Linked DNA regions of Mus musculus: regions 1, 2 and 3 are each linked to region 4. A link is a contact called in public Hi-C, HiChIP or PLAC-seq and Micro-C data. All regions are on one chromosome and are shown on one strand. Each heading gives the region's core, a stretch centred on a gene start, on an enhancer-like site or on the middle of the called end of the contact. The rest is flanking DNA. Distances are from core to core; before and after follow the strand shown. Region 1 overlaps Setd5 (SET domain containing 5). Region 2 holds the start of Jagn1 (jagunal homolog 1). Region 3 holds the start of Creld1 (cysteine-rich with EGF-like domains 1). Region 4 holds the start of Mtmr14 (myotubularin related protein 14).

What was found. Hi-C and Micro-C count contacts between places; a contact is called where the count stands out from the background. HiChIP or PLAC-seq counts read pairs in DNA pulled down with a chosen protein or histone mark.
Region 1: a contact with region 4 is called in an H3K4me3 HiChIP or PLAC-seq map of bone marrow-derived macrophages, with 2.6 times the contacts expected there. The contact joins the enhancer-like site here to the promoter of Mtmr14 in region 4. A contact is called at or near these places in 5 of 39 promoter capture datasets (the C10 cell line, the HPC-7 cell line, HPC-7-derived erythroid cells and 3 more), 2 of 484 Hi-C or Micro-C datasets (the AML12 cell line and embryonic fibroblasts), 2 of 115 datasets of contacts at active chromatin or transcription factors (bone marrow-derived macrophages and embryonic stem cells) and 4 of 9 other capture datasets (adipose tissue, liver, macrophages and 1 more).
Region 2: a Micro-C map of embryonic stem cells shows a contact between it and region 4, with 3 times the contacts expected there. The contact joins the promoter of Jagn1 here to the promoter of Mtmr14 in region 4. A contact is called at or near these places in 5 of 39 promoter capture datasets (the C10 cell line, embryonic stem cells, fetal liver and 2 more), 5 of 484 Hi-C or Micro-C datasets (CD4 T cells, embryonic stem cells, erythroblasts and 2 more), 5 of 115 datasets of contacts at active chromatin or transcription factors (embryonic stem cells, memory CD8 T cells and pancreatic cancer cells) and 2 of 9 other capture datasets (adipose tissue and pancreatic islet).
Region 3: a Hi-C map of regulatory T cells shows a contact between it and region 4, with 6 times the contacts expected there. The contact joins the promoter of Creld1 here to the promoter of Mtmr14 in region 4. A contact is called at or near these places in 4 of 39 promoter capture datasets (the C10 cell line, hippocampal neurons, liver and 1 more), 9 of 484 Hi-C or Micro-C datasets (CD4 T cells, CD8 T cells, LSK cells and 4 more), 6 of 115 datasets of contacts at active chromatin or transcription factors (embryonic stem cells, memory CD8 T cells and microglia) and 3 of 9 other capture datasets (adipose tissue, liver and pancreatic islet).

Annotation. Positions count from the first base shown.
Region 1 is chr6:113,097,556-113,101,162 of GRCm38.p6, forward strand. The region is part of intron 1 of Setd5 (SET domain containing 5); the gene reads left to right. Among named protein-coding and RNA genes, the nearest start is that of Setd5, 22 kb to the left of the region's middle. Within about 2 kb of position 2,251, at least 266 of the 459 cell types and tissues checked have an H3K27ac peak or open chromatin away from gene starts, as enhancers often do. A contact at or near this core is called in the AML12 cell line, the HPC-7 cell line, adipose tissue and 7 more, where this site is marked.
Region 2 is chr6:113,440,859-113,444,182 of GRCm38.p6, forward strand. Jagn1 (jagunal homolog 1) reads left to right here and starts at 1,711. Exons shown (of 2, transcript NM_026365.3): 1 at 1,711-1,939. The coding sequence starts at 1,851.
Region 3 is chr6:113,481,701-113,485,097 of GRCm38.p6, forward strand. Creld1 (cysteine-rich with EGF-like domains 1) reads left to right here and starts at 1,656. Exons shown (of 10, transcript NM_133930.2): 1 at 1,656-2,376; 2 at 2,795-2,877. The coding sequence starts at 2,203. It overlaps Il17rc (interleukin 17 receptor C), which reads left to right. Exons shown (of 18, transcript NM_178942.1): 17 at 583-678; 18 at 797-1,463. The coding sequence ends at 1,419.
Region 4 is chr6:113,235,776-113,239,101 of GRCm38.p6, forward strand. Mtmr14 (myotubularin related protein 14) reads left to right here and starts at 2,068. Exons shown (of 19, transcript NM_026849.2): 1 at 2,068-2,346. The coding sequence starts at 2,191.

The DNA.
Region 1 (3,607 bases), core at 1,001-3,500, 140 kb before region 4:
TGTGGGCTATATCACAAAATTTCTAGCTCCTTATGTAATCATTTTTCCTAATATCCTTTTCTCCCAAAGCAAAAAAAAGTAGTACTGCTAGTTTTTTTTCCCTTGGGATAGTTGGGTTTTGGCTAGAAATGGATAAGCATATAATTCAGATGGTACATGAGTTCTGCAGAAAGCTGATTGTATGCATTAAAAACCCACATTTTGAACTGGTGTGTGTGTGTGTGTGTGTGTGTGTGTGTGTGTGTGTGTGTAGTAAAAGGAGGAGTAAAGCCGTGGTGGAGCACGCCTTTAATTCCAGCACTTGGGAGGCGGAGACAGGCAGATTACTCAATTCAAGGCCAGCCTGGCCTACAAAGTGAGTTCCAGGACAGCCGGGGCTACACAGAAAAACCGTCTTGAAAAATCAAAAGAAAATAAAAAGGAGTAAAGCAGGACAAGCTGGGTTTGCTAGTGGATCCAGTATTCTGTAGATCTGGTAGGTTGTTCATTGATGGGAAAGTGAAACTACATATTTTTTTCTTTTTCGTTCTTTCTTTCTTTCTTTCTTTCTTTCTTTCTTTCTTTCTTTCTTTCTTTCTTTCTTTCTTGTTTTTGTTGTTGTTTTTTCAAGACACGTTTTCCCTGTGTAGCCCTGACTGTCCTGGAACTCACTTTGTAGACCAGGGTGGCCTCGAACTCAGAGATCTGCCTGCCTCTGCCTCTGGAGTGCTGGGATTAAAGGCCTGTGCCACCACGCCCTGCAAGACTTTATCATTTTAAAGTCCTCATAAGAGTTCCCACTTTGTTAAAAAAAAAAAAAAAAGTTTTTCATTAATTTATTTTTCCTCCCCTCTTCTCCTCCCAGCCCTACTCTCTCAATCCCCCCTTTTAAATTTTATAGTCATAAGAAAAACTGATTTAAGAGAAAATTCAACTCACATGCAGACGGAAAGATCCAATCATAAAATTGCAATTTTTCCCCCAACCCCTTTGCAATTTTTTTGAAGGGTTTTTGTTTTGTTTTGTTTTTTAAGACAGGGCTCACATATCCCAAATTTGCCCAAAATTTGCTATATGTAACCCAGAATAACCTGGAATTCTGATAATTCTACCTGTACCTCCAAAGTCCTAGGATTATAGATAGCCTCATAACACCATGCCAAATTTGTGCAAGGCTAAGAAAACTCAGGGCTTTGTGGTGCCAGGCAAGTACCCTACCAAATTATCTCTTTGTACAAATTTTCTCTCTTAATTCAGTTACTCATTAGCCTACTAAAGAATTTTCAGAGCTGTGCTATATGTGTTAATTTCCATTATCTAAATACAGGGTTGAACATAATGCTTTCAGTAATATATATGTGTAAGAAACCTGAATCTTGAATTGTGTCCCAGTTTAAGGATGGTGGTTTTAAAAAGAAATTTGGTTTGAGGCTTCCTGTAGTTGAAGTTCCCTAACCTAAGTCTTTAACAAGGTGAGAAACAATATTGTATATGAAAAACCCAGTACCTAAACTGAAAAGAAATTGGGCCTATGATGACAATTCTAGGGAAGATTTTTAAATTGAATGTATATTTAAGCTGGAGTCTAAGTAAATGGATTATAATCATTAACTCTAGTAAGATCTGAAGTCATGCTGCCCCTAGAAAAGGAGGCGTTGTACCTAACATTGTAAAGACACTTTGTTAATGTTTATCTTGACCTAAGCTAGAGTAGATTTTCTTTTTTCTCTCCTAGATGACATTGTTTTATGTACTGAGTTCCATGTAATTTCAGAATTCAAAATATACCTCTCTGACCCTAGATTAGTCTAAATATTTATCTTTATTTTTGTGAGTCATAATTGAGTATCAGATTTCATAACAGTTTTTATACAAGAAACTATTGTGTCCCAGGTTTTTCTTGGGAAACTGAGGAAAATTAGTATAAATTTTTACTGTAAAGGCCTTATCGTTAATATGTTTAGAGAATTCTGCTCATCAGAGTAAAAATATTTTTGGTGTTTCATTTGAAATATAATTATGAGTGGTGGAGACTTTAAACACAGTTAAAGGAAAGCAGGGAAGACAAAGGGCTCTCTAAGAAAAGGGCTTGGGATGCGTGGGGTAGGGATATTCCCTTTATTTTATCAGAGACTGAAATGGAAGAAATTTGACATTCTGGTGGCTTATGGGGAGCTGCTCAGAGATTGCTTCTTGGCTGAGTTGCTGTCTGCAAAGGCTGCTAACAATCGCTTGTCTGGCAGCAGATCTTGTTCATCAGGATTGCATCATCTCTGGGAGAGTGGCCAAGGTCCACAGCCTCAGTACAAAGACTGTCTGAAGCATACGAGGCCTGTTCTCTTTCTAAAGCTGCACTCTTCTTCCTGCCAGTCCTCTTCACAGGATTGCTAAAGCTGACTTGTGCGTTTCTTTCATTGGGTTGACTGTTTACTGGTCTCTTGTCTCCCAGCTGCTTCCGCCTCACCTGTCTGATACATTTCTTCTGAAATCTTAAAAGTCTAGAAACTACATATAAATGGTAACTCTCAAAAGAGTGCTCAGTATTGGAAGACAGGCTGGGTTTGTTAGTGGATCCGGTATTTTGTAGATCTGGTGGGTTGATAATTGATGGCAGAGTGAAACTATATTTTTACTTTGCCTCTGTCCTTCCTCTTACTTGCTGCTGCTGAATACTTGACTATTTTATTTCTTCTTTTTACTGTCACCTTCAAACCTTTTTTTTTTTCACTTCAAAATTGTGAATATACTTTTGAAAATATTTTTCTAAAGATTACTTTGTTTTCCAGATTTTTAAAAATTGGAAACATGCGCACGCCCACACCCACACACATAAATGTAAAGGGCATGCCTTCTAATGGATGGTGACTTGTGAACAGCTTTCTTCCATGTTTATGACCTGTTATTATTTTGGATATTGAGAGCTCATTTTGGTCAGTACTATATTTGACTTTGTGAAATAAAAACATGAATTTAAGAAATTCTGATCACCTACTCTTCCCTTTCTTCATTCTCTTTCCCCAAATTTAATAGGTTCTCTATTTTCCTTTCCTTTTGGGGATATAGTAAGTTGATGGAATTGACCCCAGGTAGAACCGATTCCCCCTGCCCCCAGTTTTTATAAGGAATGGAATGGGGAAAAGAAAGGAGTCATCATTTAATATGTTTTGCTAGGCCTGTATCCAAAGTAAATCTGGTATTTGATGAAAAGAGGTCTGTGCCCCATGTGGTGGTGTGTGCCAATAATAGCACTTGGGAGGGTCAGCCAAGGAGGATACAAGTTTAAGTCTGATGTGGGCTATAGCAATTGCTTAAAAACAAACAAAACAAAACAGAAATGTAAAAGTTACTGAGTTTGGAACCCCCATGGAAAGACAAGAAAAACTTGAGAATCCTGAGGGGAACAGTTTTGATAGAAGGGAAGAGAAGGGCAGTATCTCATCACCTTGGAAACCAAGGCCATTTCCTTCCCTCCCTTAGTTATTTTGTGTTAGATGTAAATGGAAAGTAACAAGTAATACAGAAATAAAATTATTAATCTGTAGTGTTCCACTTTTTGAGCACATCAATGTTTCTTCATATATTAAACTGTGTCTCAGCCTTTTCTAGGGTTTCAGAGCTACTCGCAGAT
Region 2 (3,324 bases), core at 461-2,960, 200 kb after region 4:
CCAGGCTGGCAGGCCCCACAGCTCTCTGAATTACCCTGAGGACACTGCTGGCAGCCTCGGCTCTGGCAGGGTGCCTCAGCCATATTTCAACTCTAAGATCTTCCAAGTTCAGCTCTAAAGCCACTGGGTTATTTCTTGCTTCTGCTACTGAAGTAGACTTCACCTTTCTCCCCTCCAGCCCAGTCTCCATACAGCAACTAGATATGTTCAGATAGGTAGGTAGGTAGGTAGGTAGGTAGGTAGGTAGGTAGGTAGGTAGAAGAGATCTTACTGTATTGCCTAGGCTGACCTCAAACTCATGCTTCAACTTCCCAAGTGCTGTGATCACAGGCATACACTCCTATGCCCAGTACAGCCATTTGTTTGCCTTAAAAAATAAAAATCAATTTAAAAAAATCTTATGTGTGTTTGGGTATTTGACCTGCGTGTAGGTCTGTATACAGTATGAATGCAGTGCCCACCTAGGCCAGAAGAGGGTGCTAGAGACTCTGGAACTGGAGTTTCAGTGAGTTGTGAGCTGTAGGTGTTGGGAGCCAAACCCCAAAGGGGTGGTGAGATGGATCAGTGGCTAAGAGCGATTGTTCTTGAAAAGGACCTGAGTTGGATTTCCAGAGCCTGCATGGTAGCTCACAACAAGCGCTCCAGTTCCAGGGCATTTGGGGGTTTGACGGCCTCTCCTGACTTCCCCTGGCACCCGACATGCATTCGCTGTATAACACATCCGGCAAGGAGAACACTCTGTGAGTTCAAGGCTACCCACATAGCAAATGCCAGGACATAGTGAGACTCTGTCTCAATAAAACAAACAATCTGGGTCCTTAGCAAAAACAGTAGGTACTCTTAACCACTGTTAATAACTCTCCAGTTATTAATTATTTAATTAATTTATTGGCAAACGTTCAACACAGGCCAGGCTGGCCTCAATGAACTCCTCCTGTTCCTGCCTCCACCTTTCACGTTGAGGAGATTACAAATATTCACAGCCATCTTTGTTCCAGTTAGCCCTCAGGACGCAGGGTCTCAGACTATGGAGAGCATTGCAGGGAGGAAGAGATGCCTCTTTACTGCTTCAGCCTCTGAGTGACGCCTCTCAGCATTGACCACCCTATACTTTTCGTTGTATAACGTCTTTGCTCTGGACCCTAACCCCAAGGTTGTGTGGAGCTTCAGGAAATATAGATGTGCAACAAGCCACTGGGCAAAGATGCCAAGTCTAGTTAGGTATGGTTTAAGACTATAATCACGCCTTGGGAGATTGAAGCAAAAAAGACCGTCAAGAGTTCGAGGCCAGCATGAAGCACATGAAGCCCTGTCTCAAGAATTACAACTTAAGGTCTGGGTCAGCCGTTAAGAGGTCAATAGAACTAGGTTTAAATCCCAGCACTCACAGTATAGCTAGCAAATCTATCCTATGTCCTCTTCCAGCCTCTGCAGGCACAAAAACCACACGTGGTGCATAGACAGACAGACAAAACACCCATACACAAGTAATTATTTTAAATGCTTTAAATGAAGTTAAAAGGGGTTTGCTGGGGGCTTGGTTGCTCGGCATCAGCGGCCTGGGGTTCGGTTCTGCACGATGGGATCTCTGGGCAGGTCAGTGAACCATTTCTAGGGACTGTTAATTCCGCAATCGCTCTACTCTGGCAAAGAACCTCAGAAAGGCCAAGAACGCATGCGCGAAGAAGGAACCACAGAGTCAGTCCTCCCAGGATAGAGAGGCCGGAAGTTCTCCCGGAGCTCCACGCCGTGTAGTGAAAGCCGGGCCGAGGTAGCAGGGAAGGGGTTCGCAGGGTGCTTGGCTGGGTGTGTGAGCAGAGGGTCGGCGTTAGGGGCCTTAGTTCTGTACAATGGCGTCTCGGGCAGGCCCGCGAGCGGCCGGCACCGACGGCAGCGACTTTCAGCACCGGGAGCGCGTCGCCATGCACTACCAGATGAGGTACGAGGTGAGCCAGGCGTACCGAGGCCTTTCCCGGCGGAGCCTGCAGATCCTGGGAAGAAGCGACGCCAGTGGTCCTCACGCTGTCGCCCCCCAGCCAGTTGTCGTGTACCCGCCAGGTCCCCTGCTCTAACGACCTCTGCTCTGTTTCCAGGCCGGGGAAACCCCGTGGCCCACCTTGGTCCGACTTATTCTTTGAGGGGATCCAGCCTGCACAGGCTCGTGGTTCGGTGCTGGCCCCCTGGGTGACCTTGGGAACGCCACTGCCACTTTTCTTTTTCAAGTCTAGATCCCACGGTAGCGTCCAGGCTGATCTCGAACTCACAGCCTTCTCTTTAGTCTCCTGAGTGCTTCTGGCTTTTCAGGGATGCACTTGGCCTGAGAACTCCTTAACATTTTTAAAGATTTTTATTTTTAATTTCGTGTGTGTGTGTGTGTGTGTGTGTATTTGTGCACGTGAGAGCAACTGCTCGCAGAATCCAGTAGAGGGCGTTGGAGCTGGAGTTACACATGGCATTTGGAGTCTACCCGAGGTTGGTGCTGAGAGCCAAGCCCAGAAAGGTGGCAAGCCATGTCTCTAACCACACGTCAGAAGTGATTTTGGAAGCTAGAGTTGTGGTTCATGAACCCAAACCGCCTCCACTGCAGCGAGCCTACTCTCCAGCTCCAACTCGGGTTATTTCCAATTGGAGTCTCAGTTTTCACATTTTTAGAGGGAGAAAATTTCATGATTTTTAGGTTTTGGTGAGGAATTAGCAAGTCGTTTGTGTAAAGGCACAGCATAGGAGTGTGGTGGCTGCTAAACTTGGGGCTGTCTGGATGTGGGTGGTAAAAGGTGACCCTGTCCATCCTGAGGTTTAGGAATACGTCCATATAAGGAGATCTTTCTACGTTCCTTTATTTGTTTGATAAACTCTTACAGGCTATCTATCCATCCTGTCTGTATTGTGTTCTGCACTGAGTCTTTCTTTCCCTCACCTGCCTCTGTCCTTCCTTTAGTGGTTTTTCGAGATGGGGTTTCTCCTTGTAATTCCAGGCTTTCTTGGAACTCACTTTGTAGACCAGGCTGGCATCAAACTCAGAGACCCACCTACCTCTGCCTGATAAGATTAAAGGCGTGTGACACCACCTGTAGACCCTATCTTTATGGAAGATGTCACATGAAGTTTACAAAGAGTTTCAATGCAGTCAAGTCTTTTTTTTTTTTTTCTTCAATTATAAAGTCCTTTTTATTAGTCAAAATCACAATCACCTTGATTAAAAGGGCAGAATATTCCACCCTCAGCAGAAAAACAACACAGTGATAGAAAACCTCCCCAAACCCTCCCACACCCCAATTAAAAACTAGAAAAAATGTCTGCCCTCTGGGCCTGCGATGCCATGGT
Region 3 (3,397 bases), core at 406-2,905, 250 kb after region 4:
ACCTGGTTTAGGTGGATGAAGGGTTCAGGGGAAAGGTCCTAGACACACCGGGAAGCCTCTGCTAGTTGAGAGGAGTCAAGCTGCAGTTTTAAGACTGTGAAGTACATTTTTGAGAGTTTCCAAAGCTGTCAGTGTGGTTAGAGGGTCTTGGGAAGAAGATGGGAGGCCCAATAGGGTGTAGGATTTTATGTCCCCAGCAACACCAGCTCCCTCAAGGGCTAGAATAAACCTATTTTAAACAGATCTTGGTGGTTCCCCATAGAGTGAATGGACTGTAAGCGGAAAGATAGGGGCTATTGCAATCATGCAAGACAGCAAAATTAAGGGCCTGTAACCCTAGGCTTCAGGGGCAATATCAGCTGCAATCTGAATGCACTTGATGCTGTTGTCCATATTTACAGGCATGGAAACGGAGGCAGGTCACAGAGACACATGGAGCTTTTTCAGTGCGTGGGCTCTGACAAATGCGACTTTGGGGCAGATCACTTCATGTATATAGACTCATTTTTTTTCTCCTCCGATAAGGTGGAGTAAAAGATAAAGGTTTCTTACTAGCCCATTATTTTCCCCTGTCTATTCCAGACATCCACAGGCGCTGGGTCCTAGTATGGCTGGCCTGCCTACTCTTGGCTGCGGCGCTTTTCTTCTTCCTCCTTCTAAAAAAGGACCGCAGGAAAGGTGAGTGCTTTCCTGTCCTGGTTTCCCAAGGACAGTCTCAAACAGTGGCGCTGGGGCTCAATTGGGTGGAGGGAAGGCAGGTCCGGGCTCACCCTCACAGGCTCCACTATCCCTGTAGCGGCCCGTGGCTCCCGCACGGCCTTGCTCCTCCACTCCGCCGACGGAGCGGGCTACGAGCGTCTGGTGGGAGCACTGGCGTCCGCGTTGAGCCAGATGCCACTGCGCGTGGCCGTGGACCTGTGGAGCCGCCGCGAGCTGAGCGCGCACGGAGCCCTAGCCTGGTTCCACCACCAGCGACGCCGTATCCTGCAGGAGGGTGGCGTGGTAATCCTTCTCTTCTCGCCCGCGGCCGTGGCGCAGTGTCAGCAGTGGCTGCAGCTCCAGACAGTGGAGCCCGGGCCGCATGACGCCCTCGCCGCCTGGCTCAGCTGCGTGCTACCCGATTTCCTGCAAGGCCGGGCGACCGGCCGCTACGTCGGGGTCTACTTCGACGGGCTGCTGCACCCAGACTCTGTGCCCTCCCCGTTCCGCGTCGCCCCGCTCTTCTCCCTGCCCTCGCAGCTGCCGGCTTTCCTGGATGCACTGCAGGGAGGCTGCTCCACTTCCGCGGGGCGACCCGCGGACCGGGTGGAACGAGTGACCCAGGCGCTGCGGTCCGCCCTGGACAGCTGTACTTCTAGCTCGGAAGCCCCAGGCTGCTGCGAGGAATGGGACCTGGGACCCTGCACTACACTAGAATAAAAGCCGATACAGTATTCCTAACCAAGTAGCACTCGTGTATCTGTTCCGAGGACCCGCTAACAGAGCCTTTAACCCCGCTGCCCTTTAAAGCCCGGACAGGTGCAGCCCGGAGCCGCTTCTGGTTGGCTAGTGTAGGGTGACGCCATGGCACATGGCTTTCCATAATTGGCTGGGAGAAGGCCCCGCCCTCCGGACTGCGGCGTTGAAGAAGGGTGTACTTTTTACGGAGGCGGTGGCTTTGAGGCGACTCGGCCCACAGCGCCCGGGGCGGAGGCGGGGACTTTTTTTTTTTTTTTTTCCCTCCTCCTCTAAGGTCTAGCAGGGTTTGGATCCTCCCAGTCCTGTTTCAGGCTGTGCCTCCATCTCCCAAAGAGGCTCTGAACTTGACCCCTTCTCTTCATATCCGGATCCGGGCTCCTCCTCCAGGACCGCCCATCCGCCTTTCTCTCGGAATATTTTGGGATCCAACCCTCTCTCTAATTTTGGCCCCTAATAACTCACTGAGACCCTAAAACAATGGGCTGACGCTTATTCTTTTGCCCGCGATCCCGGCCACCTCCCCCTACGGTAACGGAGAAATAATTTCTCTGCTGGAATCGTAGATTAGGCTCTTTCACCCCTTCCAGCGCCTCTGCTTCCACTACCCCAGTTTATCCTCGTTTTGTAATTACGTAGGTCTGGGGCTCTGAGCCCCAAGGCGCCTCGCTTTCCTCCCTTACAGCCTGGCTTCTCCAGTGAACCCTCCCCCTGCCCTCTATCTGCACGTCCCCAGCCTGGGAAAAGATGGCTCCACTGCCCCCAAGGGGCCTGGTCCCATCTCTGCTCTGGTGCTTGAGCCTGTTTCTGAGCCTCCCAGGACCTGTCTGGCTCCAACCCTCTCCTCCTCCCCATCCTTCTCCCCGAGCTGAGCCCCATCCGTGTCATACCTGCCGGGCACTGGTGGACAACTTCAACAAGGTGGGTGCACTAATAGCCACGAGGGAGGGGCCCATTATTGGAGAGCAGGGAGCTCTCTCTGCAAATCTGCATGGTGTCTAGTCCCAGTGTGGGTTGCTGGCTTTAACTGTATGGCATTTGGGTAAGGTGTGTCACAGTGCCTCAGTTTTCTGGTCAATAACATAAAATAATGAAATGTTAGAATGTTAGGCCGGGAGTGCCGGCACATTCCTTTAGTCCCAGCACTGGGGAGGCAGAGGCAGGTGGATCTCTGAGTTCCAGGGCATCCTGGTCTACAGACCAAGTTCCAGGACAGCCAGGACTATGCAGAGAAACCTTGTTTCAGAAACAACAACAAAACAAAAAACAAACTAATAAAAAATCCAAATGAATGTGTCTAGCTCTGTACTTAGATATTCCTAATTTCTTCCATATGCAGGGCCTGGAGAGAACCATCCGGGACAACTTCGGGGGTGGAAACACGGCCTGGGAGGAAGAGAAGTTGTCCAAATACAAAGACAGGTAAGAAGGTGGGGGCAGGGTATCTACCCCAACTCTGGGTTTCTGTTGATGATGTTGGATAGATTCTCTGCGGAAGCATTTCGCTCCCCAGATCCTGAACATTTACAGTACAGCAGATAAGGAAACCAAGCCCCATCTTCGAGAAACTTGCTTTTTTAGTAGAGTAGACACAAACAGTACACACAACCTGTCAGGTGAAGAACAAGAATGTGGGTAGACCACAGGTGGGTGGGATGTGTTCAGGATGGTCCGTTTGAACAGTAGGGGGGCCGACCTTCTGTTTCTCCCAAAGGTGGCTGGAGCAGAGTGAGCAGAAGGTTCTAGAGAGGAGTTTAGATGTCCTGAATGGGAGGCCAGAAAGGACACTGGATTTCCTGGAACTGGAGTTAGAGGAATTGGGAGCCACTATGTCTGTGGTGGGAACTGAATAATTGCTGAGCCATCTCTCCAGGTCTTAAGTGAAGAGATCACTCACACTCACAAAGTACAAGAAGCCAGGGGAGCATGGAGGGAGTGGGGA
Region 4 (3,326 bases), core at 818-3,317:
CAAAGGTCTCTAGCACTGCTAAACTAGACATGTTACTACATGCTTGTATCTCCTCAAGAGGAAGAGGCAGAGAAGTATAAGGTGATCCTCAGCTACACAGGGACCTTGGGGCCATCCTGGGCTACATAAGACCCTCTGGAATGGAGGAAGGGTGGTTGCTTTTTGTCTGTTTGTTTGTTTTTTGAGACAGGGTTTCTCTGTATAACCCTGGCTGTTCTGGAACTCACTCTGTAGACCAGGCTGGTCTCAAACTCAGAAATCTGCCTGCCTCTGCCTCCCAAGTGTTCAAGTGTTGTGATTAAAGGCGTGCGCCACCACACCCGGCTGCATTTTTTTTTTTAAAGCCCAATAAGATATCACTAGTAGGGCTGGTGAGACAGTGTGTGTGTATTTACCAAAAATATCTACAAAATAACTCATAGCAACAGATTTTTTTGAGAGTCGCACACTGTAGTACCACAGCTGGTCTTGATGGCTCCTTTGTCTTTTTGCCTCAGCTTTCGGAAGGCTTCACTCACAGGTGTAAGCCATTGCGATTGACTAGAAAAATCTTAGAGACATTATGTTTGTTCTACTTTTGTTGCTATGATAAAAACAAAAGCAAGCCAAGAAGAGGTTTATTGAGCTCACACTGTCACATCAGTGACATCATCATTGAGGACCATCAGGCAGGACAGGAACTCAAGCAAGAACCTGGAGGCAGAAAGTGAAGCAGAGGCCATGGAGAAATAAACACTGATTACCAGCTTGATCCCTGTAACTCTCTCAGCCTGCTTTATTCTACAACCCAGGACCACCTCTCCAAAGTGGATACCTCCCTCTGCATCAATTAGCAATCAAGAAAAGGCCCCACAGACATGCTCAGAGGCCAACCAGGTGGAGGCAATTACTCAACTGAAGAGTCCTTTCCCCAAGTTGGGAAGCAAGAATAATCATCACAGTTTAGAAGACGAGACTAAATAATAATTTTTTTAAAAAATGCATATTTTGATTCTATTTGACCATCGCCAAAAGGGAAAACTAATTTCCAGTATTAGAATTCAGGACAGGACCTAGTTGAGCATGAAGAGTGACTGACAGTCAGCAGGGGTTGTGGTTTGTGTTTTCCTTAGATTTCTTTACAAATCTAAGAAAATGAGTACTTTTAGGCACTATGTTAACTTACTATGTTTTCACAGCATCAATTTCATTTTGAGAGTTTTCTTTCGACATAAGTTATAGCTTAATCAACTGTCTGACTGATGGCCAAATGAGCAATTCTCCCTCAGATATACAATACTGAAGGAGGCCTTAACACCTTCTCTCTAAACATCAATACTTGGGGGTAGATAGTACACACATCTTCTGAGACTAACAATTCTAGGAATTTGGGACTGATATTTGAGATTCTCAGCACCCAGAAAGTGGAGGCAGGTGAGTCAGGAGTTCAAGGCCAGCCTTGGCTATACCACAAATAATTACCTACATCAAACAACAAACACCAGCCCAATACACAAACAACTCCCTAGACAGGGAAGAACTGAGCAGGAGATTGGCACGTGTTGATTTATGATGAAAGCAGCTGATAGGAAAATGAAGGAACATTATTATCTACACTTTTTTAAACATTTTTAAAAAATTAAGGTGTGGTCTGGGCTAGTCTCAAATGCCTGATTCTCACGCTTCATCCTCTGGCGTTTGCCTACTGACACCAGCTAGAAAATCTTTTTAAATAAATAGGATGATGGTCCACGCTATATTGGCAGGGACGTCCATAAGAGCAGTGGAGAAGTGCTGTTTGAAATGCTGTTTTGATTCTTGCAGCTCTCGTCTTCTTGCTGCCAGCACTAACTCAGGCCTCCGGCGGTTCCTTCCTCTCTTGTTGCCAATGGTTCCCGCCTTTCCCCTCCCCGCAGCCGCGGTGGTTTAGCCCGGCTTCCCCCGGGGAAACCCCTTGGGCGGAGCGCGGCCCCCGCCGTGAGGCCACTTGGATCCCTCCGCGTCAGGGGTGGGCCGGGGACCTGTGGGCCGGGCACGAACCCCGGGCTCTGATTGGCTGCGGCGGGAGTAAACATCCGGAGAGGTGGGGCGGGGCCGGAAGTGGAAGAAGAAGGCGGCGGCTGAGTCGGTTCAGGAGGTTTTAGAGCCGGAGTCCGAGCTTCAGGTGCCATGGGCTGGGGGAAGGCGCCCTGAGGGGACTCGAGGCTGTGCATGGCGGGTGCTCGGGCCGCCGCCGCCGCCTCGGCGGGTTCCACCGCCTCGTCGGGCAGCCCGCCGCCTCAGGAGCCCGGGCTCTGGGAGCTGCTGGAGGAGTTCTCCCGGACTCAGTACCGTGCCAAGGACAGCGGCGGGAAGAGCGGCTCTAAGGTGAGCCCCAAAGGTGCAACGACCTGAACTGGTCCCTGGCCTGAGTTACCGAGGGAAGACTGTGGTTCGGGATGGGAGGAGAGCTGGAATGAGACCTCCTTGGGGAGGCACGGGAGAGGAACTTATCCAGGATATGGACTCAGAGAGTAAGGATCCGGCTTTACACCAAAGAGGAGGACCGAAGCTCCTTGTGGGTTTTGGGGTGGGGGGTTGCTTTAACAGGGGTTTGGAGGTCAAGGGTCGGAGTTGTGGGCCAGGTGCAAAGGTTAGACAATAGGAACGCTACCCTTCGTGAGCCTAGGAGGGGTTACCAACAGATTCAAAACAAAAAACAAAACCCCTAAAATCTAAGTAAAAATGGGGAAGAGACTCCTCTGGACCAGAGATCAGAGTAGAAGTCTGGAGTAGTGTGACATTATGGAGCCCAGAGAACAGCGGAGTGTGTCACCTCCTTATAAGGTACCAGCATGACTTAGGCCCTTCCCTTTCCTTTCCTGTAGAGCAAGAAGAGAACCCACATTCCCTTTCTGTTCCTTTTATCAGAAGTCTCTGTCCGTTGTCCCCCCACCCCGGGAATTTCCCTCTGCCCTAGTCACCAGGCCTGAAAAGAGAGCTGCTGATCTGGTCGAGGCATACTGACCTCAGCACTGATAGACCCGGCCCTTTCTCTTTCCCAGTGTGGCATTACACATTGGCGTTGGTCTCTGTGCTGGGCCATAAAACTGGTTTGGCCCCAGAGGTTACCTAGGGGCTGAGACATCTTCTATTAATCTCTGAAGTAACAACCTAAGAAAGATCACTAATGTGGTATTATCGGACCAGACAATTAAGTACCTTTCAGATTATAATTGGCATCATTTGGAGCTCTTGTTAAACACAAAGATTTCTGGTCTTAGATTCTCTTAAAGCACAATGTCTGGGGAGGCAGACCCTAGAATTTGTACTGTATGTTCAGAAAAGCCTTAAATGCGTTATCCCAA